2 separate regions of the Oryctolagus cuniculus genome follow, and region 2 is linked to region 1. A link is a contact called in public Micro-C data. All regions are on one chromosome and are shown on one strand. Each heading gives the region's core, a stretch centred on a gene start, on an enhancer-like site or on the middle of the called end of the contact. The rest is flanking DNA. Distances are from core to core; before and after follow the strand shown. Region 1 holds the start of TF (transferrin). Region 2 holds the start of NPHP3 (nephrocystin 3).

The links. Hi-C and Micro-C count contacts between places; a contact is called where the count stands out from the background.
Region 2: a contact with region 1 is called in a Micro-C map of ear pinna, with 4 times the contacts expected there. The contact joins the promoter of NPHP3 here to the promoter of TF in region 1. A contact is called at or near these places in 4 of 6 Hi-C or Micro-C datasets (ear pinna, embryonic fibroblasts, psoas muscle and 1 more).

Annotation. Positions count from the first base shown.
Region 1 is chr4:147,640,502-147,646,658 of mOryCun1.1, reverse strand. TF (transferrin) reads left to right here and starts at 2,204. Exons shown (of 17, transcript NM_001101694.1): 1 at 2,204-2,270; 2 at 4,163-4,335. The coding sequence starts at 2,228.
Region 2 is chr4:147,786,254-147,792,938 of mOryCun1.1, reverse strand. NPHP3 (nephrocystin 3) reads right to left here and starts at 5,062. Exons shown (of 27, transcript XM_008266202.4): 1 at 4,627-5,062; 2 at 3,070-3,195; 3 at 2,412-2,562; 4 at 1-121. The coding sequence starts at 5,007.

The DNA.
Region 1 (6,157 bases), core at 955-3,454:
CCCAGACCTCGGTGTTCATTTCTGGAATCTTCGTGTCCATGTCTTGTGGTTCGTGCGTGCCTCAGTAACGGGTATTCAGATGACATAATGTGGGATTCACTCTCCAACTTTCACAAGATGGACAACTATGTTAAAAAAATATCCCTAGGGGGCCAGGGCTGTGGTGCAGTAGATTAAGCCTCCGCCTGTGGCACCGGCATCCCATATGGGCACCGGTTCGAGTCCTGGCTGCTCCACTTCTGATCCAGCTCTCTTGCTATGGCCTAGGAAAACAGTAGAAGATGGCCCAGGTGCTTGGGCCCCTGCACCCATGTGAAAGACCTGAAAGAAGCTCCTGGCTCCTGGCATCGGATGGGCCCAGCTCTGGTGGTTGAGACCATTGGGAATGAACCAACAGATGGAAGACCTTTCTGTTTCTCCTGTCTCTCTCCATAATTCTGCCTCTCAAATAAATACATAAAACTTAAAAAAAAAAAAATCCCTGCAAAGAAACCAGAATTAGAAGAAAATTCCGGAGCTGGTATTGTGGCACAGCAGGTTAAGCCCTAGCTTAGGATGCTGGTTTGAGGATCAACTGCTCCACTGTCCAATCCAGCTCCCTACTAATGCGCCTGAGAAAGCAATCCAAGATGGTCCAAGCACTGGGGCCCCTGCCCCCCATGTGGGAGAACAGAATGGAGTTCCAGGTCCCTGGTTTTGGTCTGGCCCAGCCCTGGCTGTTGTGACCATCTGGGGAGTGAACCAATGAGGGACAAAGATGCACCTCTCACTCTCCCTCTTCCTCTCTCTGTCTCTCTCTCTCTCCCCCTCAGTGATTCTTTCAAGTAACTAATCAAATAAATATTTTTTTAAAAGAAGAAAATTCTGATAACAAGCACAAACTAAGTTACTTCTCCCAGGCCTGGAATAAGCTCTTCGTCAGTTAAAATATGAGGCAGAAGCAGGGACCATCTAGGCAGACCAGATAGGAGTAACTTTTGGAAAAGCTGCAACTATCTTAATGATACCCTGAAATCTAGATTTCCACATTGCCTACAGAACCTTGATCTTCCCCCAGTACATGCTGTACCTTGAGATTCATCATACATAAGAGAGTACAAGTAAAAGGACACTTAAAGCGCAGGGGTGGGTGTTGGGTCTAATGGTTAAGAAACCCGGTCAGGACCCACGTCTCACACTGGAGTACCTGTACTGGATTTGGGCAGGAGCAGTGATGACGGCTCAGGAAGCTGGGTTCCTGCCACCCCTGCAAGAGGCACGGATTGAGTTCCTAACTCTCAGCTGCAGCCTTCCTGGACAGCTGAGGCATGGACCAGTGGACAGGAGCCATCTCTTTCTCGCTGCTTCTCAAATAATCATCCTTTCATATATCTTTACTCCTTGCACATGATTGAAATGCACAAAATTTTTAGTTAAAAAAAAATGTCTACACAGCAGAGGCGCAATCTCTCTCGTGATAACGATGCACAGTCAGAATGGTTTGGGAACTCCCGGGCTGGAGAGGGACAGAAGGACACAGAGGACTTCAGGAACTGGCCAGATCCGCCCTTGCGCTGCTCTCTCTGTACTTGCAGGGCCCTGTGTTCCCAGCTTCCCCGTGCCCCAGCCCCGTTCCCGGCCGCCTCCTGCGCGAGTTCATTTTCCTCTGCTGCTCCGTCCCCGGCCGGCCGAGGGGCCCCAGGGCAGGCGTGAGGGCAGGACGCGAGCCTCCAGCGCAGCAGCCTGAGCCCGTCCGTCAGGGCTGGGCATGGCGGAGCCCGGGAGCACACGGGATGCCTACTCTGCCCTTCTCGACCTCTCTCCCCTGGAAGGGCTCGAGTCTGGGGCCCCCGCAGGCCGGAGTTGGTCTCCACGTATGGGTCCAGCGGGCTCGGGCAGCGCGGGCCCCAAGAGCAGAGCCTCCGCCGGCTCCAGCCCGCGGCAGCCAGCGTCCTGGCACCGAGCGAGCCGCCACGGCAGGGGGTGGGTTTTCCTTTGTTCCCGTTCTCAGAGCACTTTTGTGTTGGATCCCACGCTCCGGTCCAGCAGGAAATGTACCAGGGGGGCGAGGAAGGAAGAGGGGGACGGGCGAGGGCCGATTGGGCAACCGCGCTGAGCAAACACGCGAGGTCAAAGATCGCGCCTGGCCCGCCCCGACGGCGATAAAGGGGCGCGGGGCGCGGGCAGGGTGCGCAGAAGCGGGTCGGTCAGCGCTCGCCGCTCCTCGCCACCACCCCTGAGCTACAAGATGAGGCTCGCCGCAGGCGCCCTGCTGGCCTGCGCCGCCCTGGGTGAGTGAGTACGGGCACTGCCGCAGGGCGGCGCCGCGCCGTGGGGCGCCCGTGCGCCCCCCGCACTCGGGCTGCAGGTGCCTCGCGGTCTCGGCAGCCCTAGGAACAGCCCTGCCCTGAGCTGAGCGCCGGCCGCCGCCTCCTATCGGAGCGCTAACCCCTGCAGCCCGGGAGAACGCTAAATCAGAGCGCTTCCCATCACCGCGTATCCAAACCCAGACTTTTTATCACAGCATCCCCAGCGCCCCGGATCTGCCCCGTGCCCTTTCAGGGTCCGCCGTTCCACGCGCTCTTGACCACGTCTAGGTCCCTCCGGCTAAGGTGGAGGTTCAGAGCATGGGGTGTGAGGCCGCACCGCTTGGGTCTGGGTCCCTGCCTGGCTTCTCCCACGTGAGCCCGGTCGTAACAGCACCTGCGTGGGAGGCTCAGGTGAGGGCCAGGTCTCTGTGGAGGCCGCTGGGGTACACATCCCGCCCCGCCCCCGCGGGAGGCCTGCTGCTGACCACCCCCACCTCCCAGTTTGTTGGGTCCCTGACCTTTGCCTCTGACGTTTGTTTGTTTGCCTGCCCCCTGTGGGGCCTCTGTCACACCACACTGGACCCTTGAGCAATTTGCTCTCCCTGGAAACTACAAGCTCCCGGAGCCACAGCCCAGCATTCCTCACCTCTGCCCTCCTCAGGGCAAGGGTAGTGCTGGAGGCTGCATGGCTGGGGACACATTCTTGTCTGTGGGAACCCTGAGGGGTGGGGAGCTTCCCGGGAAGGAGCCCCCATCCTGTGAGTTCTCAGGGGCTGAGGTGGAACAAAGGGGCAGTCAGTCCCCAAGGTCCCTCCTTGTCCCTCCGGGAGAGCAGTTGGCCACTTCCCTTCATGCTTTGCAGGGCATCAGAGCCCGTCTGAACCAGCTCCTGCTGTGTTGGCCCGCAGGGCACTGAGATGGCAGAGGCTCTAAAGCTCCTCTGATAGGAACAATACTTCCCCACCCCATGGATTCGCTGGTTCACTCCCCAGATGGCTGCAACAGCCGGAGCGGTGCTGATCTGAAGCCAGGAGCCAGGAGCTTCCTCTGGGTCTCCCACACGGATGCAGGGGCCCAAGGACTTGGGCCATCCTCTACTGCTTTCCCAGGCCACAGCAGAGAGCTGGAGCAGCTGGGACTTGAACTGGTGCTCATATGGGATGCCGGCACCGCAGGCGGTGGGCTGTACCCGCTATATCACAACACCAGCCCCATACCACCCCATGGGTTCTAAAAGCTCTCCACACGCCTGGCTTTGGCCAAAAGGAATGGTGGAAAGCAAAGGAGGGCGGGACGGTGCTGGCTGGCTGGAGTTTACTGTTAATCTCTCACCAGCAGGTGGCAGACAAGCAGGCAAATGCATTACCTCTTCATTCCTTTGCCTCCAGCTGCTGGCGGAGGAGGGGCGCAGTAACTTGGAAATAGTCTCCTCTCCCATGCCTTGGGCAGCAGACCGAGAGGCTGAAAAGACCTGGCTTCCCAGCCTGGAGTGGCCACTGCCAAGCAGGATGACTTTGTGCCAAGAGCACCATTCTCTGGTCTGCAACATGGCGATCCCTGCGCTTCCCAGGTGGTGGTAGCAAGTCCGTGTGGGGCAGTAGCTACCAAGGCTGTGTGCACACTGAGGCTCAGGCCCCACGCAGGCCAGGACCAGGCCAGGGAGGGCAGGGCACAGGGAGAGTGCAGGGAGTGTGCTTTCGGCCCCCAGGAGGAGCTCCAGCCAGCACAGGGTAGTCAGCGGGAAACAGAGCACCCTCCTCTTGGGCCAGTCTCGAAAGGCAGTGGCTGCCATGCACTGCAGTGTCCAAGGCCACGAGTGACCGAGAGGACAGGACAGAGGTGGGGTCCTCACACGTCCGTGCTCTCTCCCTCAGGGCTGTGTCTGGCCGTCACGGAGAAGACCGTGCGATGGTGCGCCGTGAATGATCACGAGGCCAGCAAGTGCGCCAACTTCCGGGACAGTATGAAAAAAGTCCTTCCAGAAGATGGCCCCCGTATCGTCTGTGTGAAGAAGGCCTCCTACCTGGACTGCATCAAGGCCATCGCGGTAAGTACTGCCAACCGGACGAGAGTGGAAGATCCACACATTGGCCGCCAGTTTGGAACATTTTTTTAAAAGATTTATTTATTCAGTTGAAAGTCAGAGTTATAGAGGCAGAGAGAGGTCTTCCATCCACTGGCTCACTCCCCAAATGGCTGAGATGCAGGAGATACATATTCCAGTCGTGAGCCCTTCGAAGGACATGCTGTTGGGAAAGTAGGCCAGGGGCCTGCTGTTGCTAGTTGCATATAGGTTAGAAGAAACAGCCAGTTTTCTAGTAGATTGTGTTTTCTCAAGCAGGCGCACGAAGGAGGGCTGGGCCAGCCTAGGAACCTGACCCTAAGCCTTGCTGGAGTCATGGTCAAATCTCTTAGTGCAGGAGTTTGGGCAGATTTGTCAGGTGCAGAAAGGACTGCACCCTGAGAGCTAAGCAAGCAGGAGGGGTTGGGGGGGGGGGAGAGGCAGACTCAGCCCCTGGGAGCCTGGCTCACCTGGAGCAGTCAGCACTGGGGTGTGCAGAGCGGGCTGGCTGAGTGTCTCCTCCTGCCTCCAGTCCCTTCCTGCATGGCTTCCTCAAGGTCCACTCACTGCTGCTCCTCTGCTGGGCTTGGTCATCCAGCCCCCTGAGGTCATGCCTGGTTTGATCTCTGTCCTCCTCCTGGGTCAGGTTCCCCCTGGGAATCCCTGCTGCTAGCGCTGGCCCCCCCTGTTTGCAACCTGGCTCCTTGCCTTCCTTAGCACCAGAGGCAATGGGGTCTCGGCCAAGAAAACCCAGATTCCTGACCACTCCCCCCAACTCCACTGCACGGGGAAAAGCTCCTGTTTGCTTATTCATTTTTATTCAGTGATTTGAGGTGTAGTAGGGGGGTACCTGCAGGTTTGGACAAAGCCACAAAGAGCATTTCATATCCTGGGTCTAGCTGTTTGGGAAAAGAGATCCGCCAGGTCTCCTAGCTCTTTATGATACTGCAAGTGGATGTACCAATTATTTTTTTATGAAAATTTTGTTCTGTTTTGTCATACTAAAATATGTTTTTATAATGCAAAAATGTCCGTTGCTGACTGCATGGATGGCAAAATCTGTTAGAAACATACAATGAAATAGTTTTCAGCCTTCAGAATAAATGAAATGGTAATGCATGCTGCTTTGCGGATGCAGGTGGAAAGCTAAGGGAGGTGAGCGGATACAAAAGGACAAGTTCTCTGTGATTCCTCGCCCACGAGGTGCCGAGGTCGTTAAAGTCCTAGAAACAGAAGTAGAGCAATGGGGCTGCAAGTATCTGATTGATAGAACAGGGTTCTGTAAGGAACAACGAGCAAGTTCTGGAGGTGGATAGTGGTGATGGTTACAAACAGGGTCATTGTGCCGAACGCCACTTAAAAATGGCTAAAATGGAAAATGTGTTATATGCATTTGGTTATAACAAAATGAAAACCACCTTGTTATAAAAAGTGTTAAAGCCAAAGACAGTTTGGCTTACATCAGTGTTTTATTTCATTTAGAAATAGTATTGTATTGTTGTCTACCTGTAACATGACAATTTTTGCCTTGTAATTTGATCAGTAAGAATAGATCATAGAGAAGTGGCAAGAGTTTCTGGGAAACTCATTTTGCTTAAAGGTATCTGAAGCAAAAACAAGGAGAAAAAGTTCGCTTTTTTTCTTTTTTAAAGTGTTATTTATTATTTGAGAGGCAGAGTTACAGAGAGAGAGGGAGAGAGAGAGACAGAGAGAGGTCTTCCATCGCTGGTTCACTCACCAAACAGCCGCAACGACCAGAACTGAAGCCAGGAGCCAGGAGCTTCTTCCAGGTCTCCCATAAGGGTGC
Region 2 (6,685 bases), core at 3,813-6,312, 140 kb before region 1:
TCTATAGAACTATGGGCAAACTCAGGGCCTCGGAAAGACTGCTGAAGCTGGATCATACTTCCTAGGGAGGGCTCACTCCCCAAGGCTCCGCCAGTCCAGTACTCACACTGGGTCCCAGCAGCTATTAAAACAAGAGGTTTTTACTTTGTGAAAACTGAGTTATTGAATGTTCAAAAACTCATCACACATACTGAACAGGATTTCTAATTTTAAAAATACCACAACATCATAAAGACAGTAAAGACTCAAACGATGATTTTGAAAGCACTTTGCCACTGACTTTTGGCAAAGTTCTAAGGCACTATTTAGCATAATTCTGATTATCATTCCAAGTTCAAAAAGGGAAATAAATAGAGAAAGATGAAAAGAAATAAGAATAAAGGAATTATAACGACAGCAGAAGAAATTCTAAAAACCACTTCTAACTATACAGCTTAGTTATCAATTAAAATCTAAAGGAAAGAACTTCAGAGATACATTCTACTAACACACTAATAATTAATATTTGTGACTTGTTAGGATGCAAGCTCTCTGAGCAGAGAGTACATGGTTCTAAGGCTCCCAAGGCAGGAAAATTAACATCTAAATCAACAGCTACAGATGACATGTGGATGATTCTATAAGAAATCATATTTGCCAAGTGTCTACAAGGCCTCCTGATCATACACTGCTATGCGGGCTAAATCTCTGGCAAACTTGAGCTTACTGTTTAAATCTGAAATGGGCAGCCTACCCTCAACTTTCCTCCTTCATGTTTGAAAAAAATAATAAGAAAGATGCAGAAAAGAATACTGAACAGTTTTTGCTACCTCGACAAGTACAATAGTTTTAAAACACTACATATTTGGAAATGTCAATATTGAAATGATCACCAAGACTAATAATACAGGGGCATAAAGGCATATTTTCTAAGTCACTCTTGGCCAGTAAAAACTACTTCATTTCTTCCTCAGAAGTTATGATTAAAAGCCAAGTTGCTGGTCAGATTCTAATGAATTAAAATGAAATTAAAATCATTTTACTCCACAATGCTTCAGTCTGTAAGAATTACAGTCCCTTGTAAGTGGGAAAGTAACTATATTTTTCTACATTTAAAACAAAATCTTTATCTTTTCCCAGAATTAGTCATATTTTGCTAGTGTTTTCTTGGAACATGATGAATCCTTTCATTCTGACCTCAGACTTTTATTTCTGGAAAGACACCTTATATATGTTTCATTATAAATTATCAAGAATTTATTTATTTGCAAGGTAGACATTCGGTGTTGGGGAAGGAGAGGGCCTAAGAACACGGCCATCCACTGGTTCACTCCTCAAATGCTAGCAACGGCCCCTTGCTGGGGAGGAACAAGCCAGGAGCCTAGAACTTAACCCAGGCTTCTCACATGGGTAGAAGGACCCTAGTCACTTGAGTCACCACTGCTGTCTCCCAGGGTCTATACTAGCAAGAGTTAAAATCAGTAGTGGAGCCAGGTGTGGAACCTATGTACTCCAACATGGGACATGAGCATCCTATCTTAACTGCTAGGCCAGACACCTGCCCCCAAACAAAAAATTCCTTGAATATTTCACCAAACTACATTGGAAACAACTCTGTGCAGCTGTAGGGCAGGTGTCTAGGGCAGTGGTCAAGACACTGTGTAGGATGTGCACATTCCCTAACAGACTGCTTGGGTTTGAGGTCCAGTTCCCAGCTTCCTGCTGATGCACAGCCTGGGAGGCAGAAGGTGACAGCTCAGTAGTTATGTTCCTGCCACCAACATGGGAGACCCAGACTGAGTTCCCAGGTCCAGGCTATAGCCTGACCTGGCCCTGGATGTTGTGGGTATCTGAATAGTAAACCAGTAGCAGATGGGAAATTTCCCTCTGTCTGCATTTCAAACATATAAAAATTAATAAAAAGTTAAACAATAATGGCAAAGAACACATCATTGAGTGGAAAAATAATGCTGCAGAGACTACTACCTGTAATATCCATTCTTCCCTTGGTACCAGAACTCCACATTTTAGCCAGACACGTATCTGCCCAGTAACTGATTCCATTTTCCCGTCTTCCTAGGTATAGTTCCGGCCAACAAGATTTGAGCAGAAGTGATCTGTATACCTTTCAGGATGTGCCTTCAAAGAAAGGAATTTGTTTCCCCCCTCTCTTCTTCCCTTTAGCTATCTGAGACCAGAGAGGGAAGAGCTGTGGAGTAGACATGGCAGGGCAACAAGACAGAATAAGCCCCAGCCCCTGACTTCCTGGGTGCCCCAACAGCTGACTGAAAAAGAGAGAACAATTCTATCTGTATCAATACACAAAGCAATAGCCTAGCCAATACAGATACGGCAGGATTCTAAGCTGGCTCTACAATTTTACTCCAGTTATGCTGAAAGCACACAAAACCGTAAACAGCAAATAGGTTTACCAGTAACATCTGTACAGTTGTCATCCGAATCAGACTCCCCAGGATCAAACACCTGGATCCCCTGAGCCTGCAACCTCTGAAGTTTGCTCTCCAGCTCTCGCTTGGCTCTTAGTAAGTCTTGAATTTCGTTTTCTTTGGTTTCCCTAAAAATCTTTAAAAAGATTTTACATTTTGAAAACATTTTTGTGATAAAAAGAAGTCATGCCTTCAACTTCTAAAGGAACTATCATTCATAAAACCAATGTGCATTTGGTCCACAATACACTCTTTCTTAGGAGGGAGAATCCCAATGCCTTTATCTTATTGCCTTGTAGCTGGAACCCACTGAAATAAATGCCAGCAGGGTGCACGCCTGCAGTGCAGGGCTGGCGAGCACAGTGACGTTCAGTCTCCCCTAAATACCTGACGTCCTCCCCAAACGTTTCCACACTCTTTCCAAAATCCCCACTCATATGTTCACCTTTATATTTTTTGTCTGAACTATCTCGAGGGTACCACGTCCAACTCAAAAATGTAAAAAGCACTTATTCCGGTTCTTATCACTTTCATAAGCCATACATGACTTGTTCCTAATTGTTCCCCACAACGTTATAGAAGCTTTTATAATATACTATTTTTTATTCCATGTCACTTTGGGGGTAAAGATGTAGGAGCGTACCTTGAATTGCCTTTTAACTTTATCTCTGTCATGTTCAAATGTAGCTGCTCTCTCCATTGCTTGGTATTTTGCTTCCAAAGCACTTTCTTTTTCCCGAAGTATCTTCTGGTAAGTTTTCTGAAGTGCCTGGAATAATTTACTTTTTTATTGCTTAACAAAAATAGCCTTTCTCCCAAATTCGACATTCTGACATGCTACATATCTTGAAATTTTAACAACCTATTATTGTACCAATTTTCAAGAATTATATGTTGCCATTTCATTCAAACACATGATGGGAAAATGCAAACACACTTGAACTATAGCAAATGAGGTCACATCAATGTTACGCTTTCAATGGAAATCAATTTTTCATTGAAATTCTGCATCATCTCCATCAGCTCTTGAACTTCCCTCTACTTCCATTGTCCCATCTTTAGGAGACTCTTTTAAAAGTACAACTTGAAAGGCTTCACTTGAAGGATACTTAATTCTGGGAGACCCTGCACTCCTTGGCACCACATCTTACTTGTGTTGCTACCCCAAGTCCCATGCAGTGTCTGATACACTGCAGGCCGCCCAGAAAAGTCTGGCGGGAGAGTTTCTCCATGCATAGAAATGTGAGAAAGGAAGCAAGTAGGCTTCCCCAGGAATCAGGCGGGCAGCAGGAGTACTCCGGGAACGCCGCACTCTGCCCGCTGACCTCCACCTTCTTTCCTACCTGCCATCTAAGTTGTTTCCCGTGTGCCCTGCACACGGTCCGCAGTGTGGATACACGAAATGCGCAAGTCCATTTTCTACAGGCAAATACATTAACACTGCCAAGCAGGAAAACACTAAGACACCAAAACCAACAAGCACCCTTTAGGTATCGGCTGATGAGGGAGTTAAAAAATCAACCTGACCACAGGAACACCTAAATGAGGAGGCAGATTTCTTTCTTTTAAAAAACCAGGAATTCACTCAGATCCTACCGTGATGATCTCAGGGGCCTGGGCTGCCTAGAAGCCTCTTCCATAGACAGAAAAAGAACAAATGACACAACCGACGGCTCCAAGTCTCAGAATCTGGCTTACGCAAAAGCAACCTCGGCTTTATATACTATCTTAAGGAATTACAAATGGACCCGCATTGGGGTTTAGAGTAAATAAGGGAACTAAGGAATCTGACTAGGAAGGTTTCCCACTGCAGCACCTCAGAGGGTGAAAAGCAGGAGGCGTCCAGAAAAACTCACGCCAACATTGTTAACATCCCAGGAGCTTTGCACAGGGACGCGGGGCCCTGAGCCCCACCGGGAGGCGCCCCCAGGTGGAATGGGGCGAGGGCGAGGTCGCGGAGCTGCCTGAAGACGTGTCACCTGTCTTGGGGTGAGGGACCGCAGCTGAGTCCACCCAGGCCACGTCTTGGAGCGTAAGAAGCAACCGGAAACAAACGGAAGGAAGGGCGGCCGAGGAGCCCGTGTAGACAGGAGACAGCAGCCCCACAGCCAGCCAGGGGGGCAGTTCCGTCCCCGGGCGCCCCACCGCCCAGTCTGCGGACAGCCGGCAGCCCCGAGCCCGCCGCCGCCCGGGGCGTTACCTGCAGCTCCGCCCGCAGCCGCTTGTTCTCCGTGTCCAGCTTGGCCTCGCGGCGGCCCATGGACAACAGCTCCTGGGTCTTGCTGACCCGGAAGATCTCGTACTCCTTCCTGAGCCGCTCGCACTCGGCCGCCGCGTACTCCAGTTCGGGCAGCGACGAGCCGGTGGACCTGAAGCTGGCCCCCAGCAGCCCGCCGCCGCCCGCGCCGCGCGCCTGCGCCCCGGGCCCGGCCCCAGCGCCCCGGCGGAGCGAGCCGCGCAGCAGGCGGGCCTTGGGCTTCACCTCCACCGGGATCTCGCACGCCTCACCGCCGCCCGCGCCGTACGTGTCCTCAATCACCTCCCCGCCCGCGGGCCGCACAAGAGACGACGCGGTCCCCATGGCATGCCGCCGCGACGCGCGCCGGGGACAGGAGGGGCGGGCCGAAATGGAGGGCGAGGCGAAAGGGGCGGGACTAGTGGAGCTGAGCGGGGCAGCCACTGGAGCGAGGGAAGAAGGCGGGGCCAGAGGGGCGGGGCGAGCCCGTGGGCGGGTCAGGGGGGTGGGACAGCGAGGGGGCGGGAAGTTCCTCCGCCTGCGCCTGAGGTGAGGGAAGCGTTCGCCCCGTCACGGCCCCTGAAGGACATCCCGCCTGTCAAATCCTTTCTGCTAATTTCTCATTGTTTGTACCCTCGATGTGATCGGAGGTTTGAGGGTCACCCATCGGTTTCCAACCAGATCCTTTGGAAAACTTTGGGTCGTTGTGTCTCCTTCGCAGTGTCCCTCAGCTAAAGACCCGAGGCAATTCCTGCGTAAATGAAATTAGCAAGGCCTGAGTCCTCCAACAGACACCCTGAGGGCCTCTGGCACTAAGGTCTCCCGGGTTCCACGGTCTAGGAAGGAGGAGTGCCCCGACGCGGTATCTTCCCCGTCCCGGAACACCCGCCAGCCCACCTTCCTCCGCCCTGGCAGCCTGCTTTTCTGCTCACACCAGAAGGGCTTCTCCTTCCTCTCAGCACTGTCCAGCAACCGTCAAAGCTCAAACTTTTTTCTTTTCTTTTCTTTTTTTTTTTTTTTTTTTTTTTTTGACAAGTGGAGTTATAGACAGTGAGAGAGAGAGACAGAGAGAAAGGACTTCCTTCCATTGGTTCACTCCCAAAATGGCCGCAACAGCCAGCACTGCGCAGATCCAAAGCCAGGAGCCAGGTGTTTCCTCCTGGTCTCCCATGCGGGTGCATGGGCCCAAGCACTTGGGCCATCCTCCACTGCCTTCCCAAGCCACAACAGATTGCTGGACTGGAAGAGGGGCAAACGGGACTAGAACTCCGCACCCATATGGGATGCTGACACTGCAGGCGGAGGATTAACAAGTGAGCCATGGCGCCGGCCCCAAAGCTCAAACTTTGAACCTCGCTTCTCTCAAAGGCGTGCTGCGATGTCTAAGAAGCCAACTCTGGATGACCTCACAGCAACAGTTCCGACTCATCAGCCACTGCCCACGAGGCACAAAGCCCTGTGTTCTGTGTTTTCCTGACCTCTCCTCCCCTACTTGGGCCCGCATTCTGTCAATCTAGGGTTATAGCAGTAGCTCTCATTATGGCTGTTGGACCATTTTTTGCCTAGATTTATCACCAGCAAACCTTATTTAGCATCTCTGAAAATGGCTGGTGGTCCAAAGAGCTATCAAATATGGCCTCAGCTCCCCAAAAGCCCAAGGACTAATTGTCACTGCCTTCCTCAGTGATCTGATTTACACAGACATGTGCAGGTGTTCCAAAACAATCTGTTTGGCTGAAATCCTGGAGACAGCCCTCTGTGAAGGGATCTCAGCTATTTCTCATCATAGGCTCTTGGTATACACAGAGCATGCATACTGGCCTTAGATCACTGTTGGTCAATGTTAAAGTGAGTCCAGCAGTGAGCAAATAGGATGCTATTGGATACTCAGTATGATAATGTGGTTGTTTTCCAACATATTTCTTAATGATGAAACATTACACAAGTTTGTCTAATTTTCAACTTCATAATCTGTTTTTCTTTATGCTGAGTTTAGCACACACAGCTCGTGCTGCATTTTGAA